Regions from separate parts of the Sus scrofa genome. Here region 2 is linked to region 1. Evidence: chromatin contacts called from public HiChIP or PLAC-seq data. All regions are on one chromosome and are shown on one strand. Each heading gives the region's core, a stretch centred on a gene start, on an enhancer-like site or on the middle of the called end of the contact. The rest is flanking DNA. Distances are from core to core; before and after follow the strand shown. Region 1 holds the start of EPB41L2 (band 4.1-like protein 2). Region 2 overlaps EPB41L2 (band 4.1-like protein 2).

Evidence for each region. HiChIP or PLAC-seq counts read pairs in DNA pulled down with a chosen protein or histone mark.
Region 2: a contact with region 1 is called in an H3K27ac HiChIP or PLAC-seq map of alveolar macrophages. The contact joins the enhancer-like site here to the promoter of EPB41L2 in region 1. A contact is called at or near these places in 4 of 47 Hi-C or Micro-C datasets (embryonic fibroblasts, heart right ventricle, mesenteric adipose tissue and 1 more) and 2 of 2 datasets of contacts at active chromatin or transcription factors (alveolar macrophages and skeletal muscle).

Annotation. Positions count from the first base shown.
Region 1 is chr1:32,416,232-32,420,401 of Sscrofa11.1, forward strand. It overlaps EPB41L2 (band 4.1-like protein 2), which reads left to right and starts at 1,979. Exons shown (of 18, transcript XM_021088293.1): 1 at 1,979-2,167.
Region 2 is chr1:32,482,827-32,486,996 of Sscrofa11.1, forward strand. The region is part of intron 1 of EPB41L2 (band 4.1-like protein 2); the gene reads left to right. Among named protein-coding and RNA genes, the nearest start is that of EPB41L2, 67 kb to the left of the region's middle. Within about 2 kb of position 2,140, at least 17 of the 83 cell types and tissues checked have an H3K27ac peak or open chromatin away from gene starts, as enhancers often do. A contact at or near this core is called in alveolar macrophages, where this site is marked.

The sequences.
Region 1 (4,170 bases), core at 729-3,228:
TCAGTCTGATTTCCTAGGGATGAATGTTATGGCCTTGAAAACCACAGCCTGATAGTCCTGCCTGATGCTGCCAGTGTTCCAGCCTGTCTGCATCTCTGAATACAACCTATTCAGGACTATGTCCTGCTGTTTGTCCAATCCTGTCTTCTTGCATGGACTACCACCTGCTGTTTGCTGACATCTGTATGGTACCATGTTCCATCTGTTCTCTTCACTTCCTTATGGCTTCTAGTATTTGATTTTCCTACCTTTAGTTCCTGCTAGGTCTCCACTGAATCTGCTACACTCTGTTGAGGCCAAGTAAGGCTGTGTCCAAAACAGAGTCTAATTCTTTCACATGAAAACATTTAGATATTTGATAGCAGTCTTTCCATCACTTTTTTTTTTGGGGGGTCTTTTTGTCTTTTGAGGGCCCCACCCACGGCATATGGAGGTTTGCAGGCTAGGGGTCCAATCAGAGCTGTAGCTGCTGGCCTACACCACAGCCACACCAGATCTGAGCCGCGTCTTCAACCTATACCACAGGTCATAGCAATGCCTGATCCCTAACCCACTGAGCGAGGCCAGGGATAGAACCCGCAACCACATGGTTCTTAGTTGGATTTGTTTCCACTTCACCATGACGGGAACTCCTCCATCACCTTGACTCATTTATCTCTTTAGGCTAAGTCTTGCTGGCTCCCACATTATTAAGGTCTCTCATCTATGCATATAATTCAGCTTGTCAATGTTCCTCTTAAAAGGTAGTGTACAGAAGTGATACACAGACTGCAGCAGAGGATACAGTAGGGATATAATTTCCTTTTTTTTTTTTTTTTTTCTCTTTTCATTTTTTGGCCACCCTTCAGCATATGGAGCTCCCTGGCCAGGGGTCGATTCCAGCCACAGTTGTGACCTAAGCCACAGTGCTGTAATGCCGGATTTTTAACCCACTGTGCCAGGCTGGGGATTGAATCCGCATCCCAGCACTCCCAAGATGCTGCCAATCCTGTTGTGCCACAGCGGGAGCTCCTACACTTTCCTTTGATAAGAGAATTATGTTTTATAAATTATGTTATTTATCTTAATGTCAATTAACATTAATGTTATTACACTGCACTAACATTTTAAAGGGGTTTCATCAGAGTTAGATCAAGGTTCTAGGGGCTTTAAATCTTATGTAACTTTAGGGGTTCCTTAAAAAATTACAAGTATAGAGTTAATTTCAAGGCCTGTAAAAATGAAGGATCTTCATTTCATTGTAAATCTGCCTGAAAGTTCATAATAGTTCATAATAGCATTGTCCCCTAATATTCCAGGTCTTCTTTATCAGAACTGCTTTCTAGTCAGCCTTCCTCTCTGTCGTAGTTAGTGCAACTTACTAAGTTTTCCTTTGGTACTTAGCAGAGGGAGCATTAATTAAGTTAACTCATATGAGGGACTGAGAATAATGCTTGGCACATAAAGCACACAATAAATGTCAGATTTTATTATTTTTATTACACACTGGCAGGACCTTAGTCAATAACTTATCTCCTGGACTCTTTCTCTTTGATGTAATGAAAAGGTTAGAAAAGGTTCTGTTTAGGAAAGAAACGAGGACTTTGGCGAAGGTGCAGTCCCTAAAGACCTCAGTAGAGGTGGGAGAAGGCAAAGGACCAGAGCTGCCCTTGTGGCCGATGCTGGAGGCAATGACCTGGACAACCCATCTGACATGCCGATGTTCAGCAAAGAAGAAATAAGTAGCATCTGGAAGAAAATGGTCTCCAAGAACGGGGAAGTAGCCTTTTTGTGTGTGCATGTCTTTCCACAATTGGCCTCAAGCTAGGTTTCCAGCCTCTTCTTCAGCCACATCCTGCTCTGTAATCCAGGCTTCCAGGCCTCTGCCTGAAGTTCCTACCCACTCTTTGGGTTCAGCGTAAAAGCCCCTCCTCCAGGGGGCTTCCCCATTCCCTCCCGGCCCTCCCACAGGAAGAATAAACGGTTCCCAGTTCACTGCCCTCTCTGCGAAAGCACTTTTTCCACTCCAGACTGAGGAGCACCTAGTTTTCCTGATTTCTGTATCACCGGGGCCTAGCCTGGGGTCTGCCACCGAATAGGTGCTTAATAAAGATTTAGCCAATGAGTTCATTTTGAAGAACTAACTTTTGAAAGTTGATAAAAGAGGATTTAGGATCGGGATTCGCGGGTAAGAACGCCTTGCACACAGGCATGAGCAGTCACTATTCAGGGCAGCTCTGAGGGCGAGACACGTCTTACCAGCCCCGGGAGCCCGGCCACTACGCGCGGCGAATCCCTCGGGAAGGGTCGCTCGAGGGGGCGCGGGGGCGTGGCCTGGGCGCAGGGGGCGTGTCGCGGCCCGCGGGGGTTTCCGCACCGGGGGCGCGTCTCGCGGGGGCGCGGGAGGGGCTTCCGCCGCGAGGGGGCGGGGCTGGAGAGCCGAGTCCTCTGACGGCCCCAGCCGGGGAATTTCAATTTGAAACCCAGCGGAGGGAGGAGGCGGGCGCGGCGGGCTGGCGGCTGGGGCCGAAACGGGACGCATCTCCGCGGCAAGCGAGCTCCTGAGTGCGGCGCCCGGGTAAGGAGGCGTGCGGAGCTGGGGGATGGCGGGGCCGGGGCGGAGGAGTCCGAGCCGAGCGTCTAGTTGCTGCGGAGCTGCCGGGCGACGCGGATTTTTCCTCTGGCTGCATCTGGGAAGCTGATCCCAGGCAGGAAACTGTGGCGGGACGGCCCCGCCGGGAGGGGGAGGGCGGCCGGCTTTGGGGTTTTCTGCGACTCCTTCTCTCTCCTCTTCTCCAATCCCACCTCAGGGACCGGGTCCTGTTGCTCCAGGCCGGATCCCCGCTTCCCGGCTCCACTGCGGTCCCCCACCTCCCCCTTCTCGGGAGTCGGGTGAGGTAGGAGTAAGGCGAAGACTGCGCCGACCACGCCGGGGTGCGGTGGGCTCGGGGGTCACGCGTCCCGGGCTGCTGGAGGGGTCTGGCTCCATCCCAGGCGCGGGCCGCGGCGCGCGAGCCTCTCCCGGCTCGGAGCGGCCGCCCGCCTTCGACCGCTTGGTGATGAGCGCCGGGGCTCTGGCGGCGGCGGCGGCGGCGGCTTCCCTCAGGAGGATGATTTTGGAAGGGGAAACGCGGGCGAGGACGCCGCGCGTCCCTGGGCCGTCCGCGTGCGTGGGCGCTGCGGGGAGCCTGGCGAGGGCGGCGCGTCTCCCGCACTCGTGGCGCGAGTTCCCCGCCGGCGCTCGTTAGGTCCCGCAATTCGCAGGCGACCCGGCGAATGCGGAGAGGGACGCATGTTTTGCTCTCTGCTCTTTGCAGTGCTGGCACCCAGGCCATCGCACCACCGATGGCTTATTTTTCTCCTCCAGATGTGAGTCCGGAGGGTTGGGGCATTTTTAGATGAGCTGCCCGCGGAAGGAGCAGGAGGAGAGCAGAACGGAGCGAGCGGGATTGGAATTGGCATCTAAATCCCCCGCCGGAGACGATGCCCCCAGTTAGCCCTGATGTCTGCGGGGGAACGTCTGTCAATATGCTACCCAAGATCGCTCATCTCCCTTGGGGTCAGGGTTTTTTGGTGAGGTTAGAAGAGCTGTCGCCTAGAATCTCTTAGTTTGGGGAGGGGTATCTGACCTAGGACGCCTTAAATTGCATTTCCCAGCATCACCACCGCTGCCCGTTTTTAAGATCCCTGGTGAGGTGTGAGCGACGGTAGAAACTAGTAGAGCTGTGGTTATATTTTCTCTTTTCTGAATCACATCTTTTCCTCAGTTTTTTGAACATCCTGAATCTTTAATGGCATGTGTATGTCAAGCGTCCTGTTCTTCTTACTGTTATTTAAGCTTTTTTTTTTTTTTTTGTGAATCTTTACCAGTTTTCCCTTTATTCCTCTATCTTCCTCGGTTCCTTCATTTTCCCCTTTATTTTTCCTTCTGTCACTGGAATCCATAATTTCTATATTCTCTATTTATAATACTTTATTAAGAACTAGAATTTTAACCCATGTTTTATTATGTTTCCCCTTGGGTTTATCACTCGGGGGAAACTGAGTCAGTTTCTTGGCCTTAGGAGCTGAGATTTAAAATTCTCAGGCTTTGAACAGGTTTTACTGGAAAACGAATAGCACTTAATCCTCTTCAGTTTGCCTTTGCAGGGCTCTTTGCTCTGAGAAATCATTGGATTGCTGTTGCAGCCA
Region 2 (4,170 bases), core at 890-3,389, 67 kb after region 1:
AAAACTTGGTAATAGAGAAAAATACAAATACGGCAAAATTTCCCATTGCCCACGTTTAGGCACAACCACAGTTAAGCATTTTGCATTTTTCAGTCTTTTATCTGTGAATTTACATCTGGAGTAAGACAACAGCATTATCCTTTTAAACCTGCTCATTTTCCCTCGGCAAAAATGTAGTGAATAGATCTCTGCAAATTCTGAAGACAGTAGTACTTAATTTTGGAAATGTCACTCCATGGGGCATTCATTCCTTAGATGCACTCACTTGAAAGCTCTCGGTTAGTAGAAAGTGTGTACATTTATAGCCTAAAGACATATTAGTCGGAAGAGGATTGGCCAGTCCTTTTGGATGTTTTCCAGGATCATAAAAGCCTAACAAGTCTATATTAAAACTATTAAGAAGCCTTTGAAACAAGTAAAGATCTGATCACATAAGCCCTGGCTCGTCTTGGACAGCTGGCTCACTGATTCCCAACAAGAGCTGATTCTGCTGTGGCCCGACTCCTGTCATCTGGGGCAGAGGTACACAGGGATTACAGTGTTTGTATATGTCTAGCCATCAGCTGGGCTTGTTTTATATAATGATACCAAGCCCTGTGTCATGCCATTCCATCTGTTTCTTTGAAAGATAAATATACAGTTAGCACAGGACAGATCCTGTTACAGTCAACTCCATGGCAGAAATAAACTTTCTCCCTGTGGGTATTCCTATATAATTAAAGGCTGAGGTGGGATGAAACCCTCCCCAGGGGATTGGTGGATGCTCAGACCAGTCCTTCTCCAGAAGAGAGAAAACACCTCAAGCTCTGTTCTCATGACTCTGGGATCCAATGGGAAAAATGTTTACTTGTGACATGTAGATAAGGCAGCCGAAACAAATTTCCTTATCTTGTTATAACTGTGCTGTTTTATTGGTTTATTCAGCATTTATCGAATTTAGATGTTCTGGTATGTTTAACGTGGAATTATAGGGGATAATGGGAAGAGATAAAAAGGGATTAAGGAGGGGGAATACGAGATACCGAATCATGGCTGAACTCAAACTTACTTGAATTGATCTAGGCAGAATCATTAGATTGAGGCTGATCATGGGAGGAGGAAGTGATTGGGGAGATGATGACAGAGGGGGAAGTGAGGTGTGGCAGATAGTTGATTATTAGGAGTGCTACTTTTCACCCTTTTTGTCTGATATATATGTGTGTACACACACCTTTCTAAAAGTGTAAATGTGTATATATCCTCTTAGTTCGGCTTTCATAGGTACAACCCCTCTCTCCCCCAGGACAGACCATACAGAGTCTTTGTTGACCTCCTGCATCTAGAGGCAGTGTCTTGCCTCATCGAACAAGGCATACCTATAATGGGTGATGTCCATTCTCTGGTTTCCATCCAGCTCTGTTGTCAGTGATCAGCCCCAGTGTTGAGGCCTCCTCCAGGACCGTGCCCTGCCCTGCTTTGTCACATAGCTGGAAATCACACTCTGGAGGTCATCAGTTGTGGGGTTCCTGGGATGGGTGATTCGATGAGTAAGAGCAGAGATTGCTCTGGGCATAGCTTGTCCTTGAAGTGTGGTGCCTTATCAGATCCTACTGCCTGCCCTCAGTTCTGTCCCCTGGGAGGATGGCTTTCATCTGCCATATGCACCTCAGGGCTGCTTCAGAGAAAGGGCTGTGTCACTCTTAGCCCACATCACTCCAACTTTGCCATTCTTGGCATCCTGCTTCCTCTGCCAGTGGATGTTGCTAGAGTGGTAGGGACTCCCCGATGGGCTGGTTTGCTGAGTACCAGACTTCTCTTTCATAGCCTTGGGATTTGTGAGAGTGTATAACCATAAACTCACATGTAACTTGATCAGGCTTCCCCTCACCCTACGTTTTATTCTGAGTGTCCTATGGTTTAAAAATCAGTAACAGAGCTATTGTTAGATTTGGTCATAAACGTTTTTAACCTTATACCTGAAAGCTTGGGTTGGATTTTTTTTTTTTTTTTCCCTCAAGTGTAGACGGGAAGTGGACAGTCTAGACAGAAGAGAGTCAGCATTAATGAGGACACGGAAACACGAAGACTTATTCCGAACTGAGGAGGCTGGTATGGCTGGAGTTCAGGCTGTGTGTAAGAGGGCATGGGAAGCAGAAGACGAGCTGCACATCTGGATTGGAGCCAGTCAGTGCTGAACCCAGGAGGTTACAGAGGAGTTTGGTCTCCATACTCCCTGCAGAGCCACTGGAAGCCTTTCAAAAATTTTTGTTGCTGTTATGGTTTTGAAGGAAGGGGCATAGTTACAAGTATCTGTGTTTCAGAAATACTACCTGCTAAGTTTTATAGAGAATTACCTGATTTCTCTGCGTATCTGTGCTGGTGATTTTTATCCTCAGTTAAAGGAGTCTGCCTAAGGAAGCCTCCTTTTGTGTTTGCTTTATTTATGACTTCTAGGTGACATTTCCAACTGCAGTAGCAATCTCAAATTGCACTCTGTAAAGTGAAATCTAGTACTTTAAATTGCCCTTTTTGGGTGGCATTTATTATATGTTTTTCTTAGTTTATTTTGGGGTGGTATTTATTATAAAGGTGACTAAGATCTAGTAGTTATTTAACTTATAGTAAATCTCATTGTTACCAGTTAAGGTACTTTTTTTTTTTTTTTTTTTTTTATAACGACTGAATAATCATCTGAAGCTTGGTGGTACTGATTGAAGGAGGTATATTTGGTATTTGTGGCTCCTTATTGTGAGACAAATTTGTGCCCAGTCTTACTGTGTGCCAGGCTGATCAAAGATAAATAAGAATGAGCTGCCATAAGTTCACAGTAAGGCAGATTGATACTGAGAATTCAAAAAAGGTCATTTCGGCAGTAGACATACATGTAAAGAAAAAAAACAGTGCAGTGAGCCTGGGTGAAGAGGGGAAAAGATCAGGAGTGACGCCTGTAGTGAGTTTATTTTTTGTTACTAGGATTTTGTTTGTAGCTGTATATTACTTAATGAATATGATCCATCTATTCATTCAACAAATGTCCCTTACTATCTGCCAGATACTTTATTGGGTTGTGGGGGATGTGGGTGTAAGATTGCCTTCTTGGCCTCTAGGAATCTGATTGCTCACATGGAGAGGCAGGCCAGTCAGTAGCAAAAAGAGGCATTCTGGGGACTGGGTATTGCCCCCCAAAACTGTAGAAATACAAAATTTTCCTAATCATTTTGTTTAATAATTAACAGAATCTAATAGAATCTTACCATGTATTAAGTATGAGAGGGGGAAAAATCCTTTCGTAAATTACCTTCTTAATTGCTGTTTGAGAAAATTTGTTGAGTGAATGAGTGTATCTTTTGTGTAAGAGGTTTTTACAAATTGGTATTAATTCAAAAGAATATTTGCATTATTTGCTATTGGCTATCCCTTTATCAAAAGGATACTTTTTTTTCCTCCAGTTGAAATTTCCAGGAAGTATCATTGTCATAGGATTTCTGTCCAAGCACTTTTCTGAAGCCAATGGGTGGGTGTATGTTTAGATCCAAGAGAAACAAATTATAACCATGGATGTGAACTTTTCACAGTCTTCTCAAAATAAAAGCCTGAAAAAATATTTTTTATGCTTCTCTCTTACAAATACTATGTGTTTTTCTAAAGAGGAATAAAACCAAGACAGCGTAGTAATCGTATTAGGCCTTCATATTGTTCCCACCTTCCCTTGTAATTAGCACAACCCCTCCAAATGTTCATTGAGAATTTTTGGCCATAGTGTCAAATCTTAAAATTTGGTAGAAAGAGGTATATATATATATGGTGAAGTTCAAGTAACATTGGACATTGCTGTTTTAAAGAATGCAGGCATTTTGGGAGTCCAGGAACAAAAATATTATTATAGCATTAGATTTATGAAGTTGAGCAAAATGAAATGTGGGTACCCAATAATAAGAGCTTTCTGTTATATGTAAATTAGACATATCAGAGCTTAAATTTACTAAGTATGAATGTAATTGGGAAAAGATGAAGACTGTAAACTATAAAGCCCTTGTAAATGCATTCTTGGTGTAGCACACAGATTTCTTAAGCTACCCCCCCCCCCCATATGACTACCATTGTGTCTTGTGTAGGTATAGAAGAGGACCTAGCCTTGGAGGTGCACATTACTATCCTAGTAGAAAGGGACAGTGGAAATAAGGGTAGGAA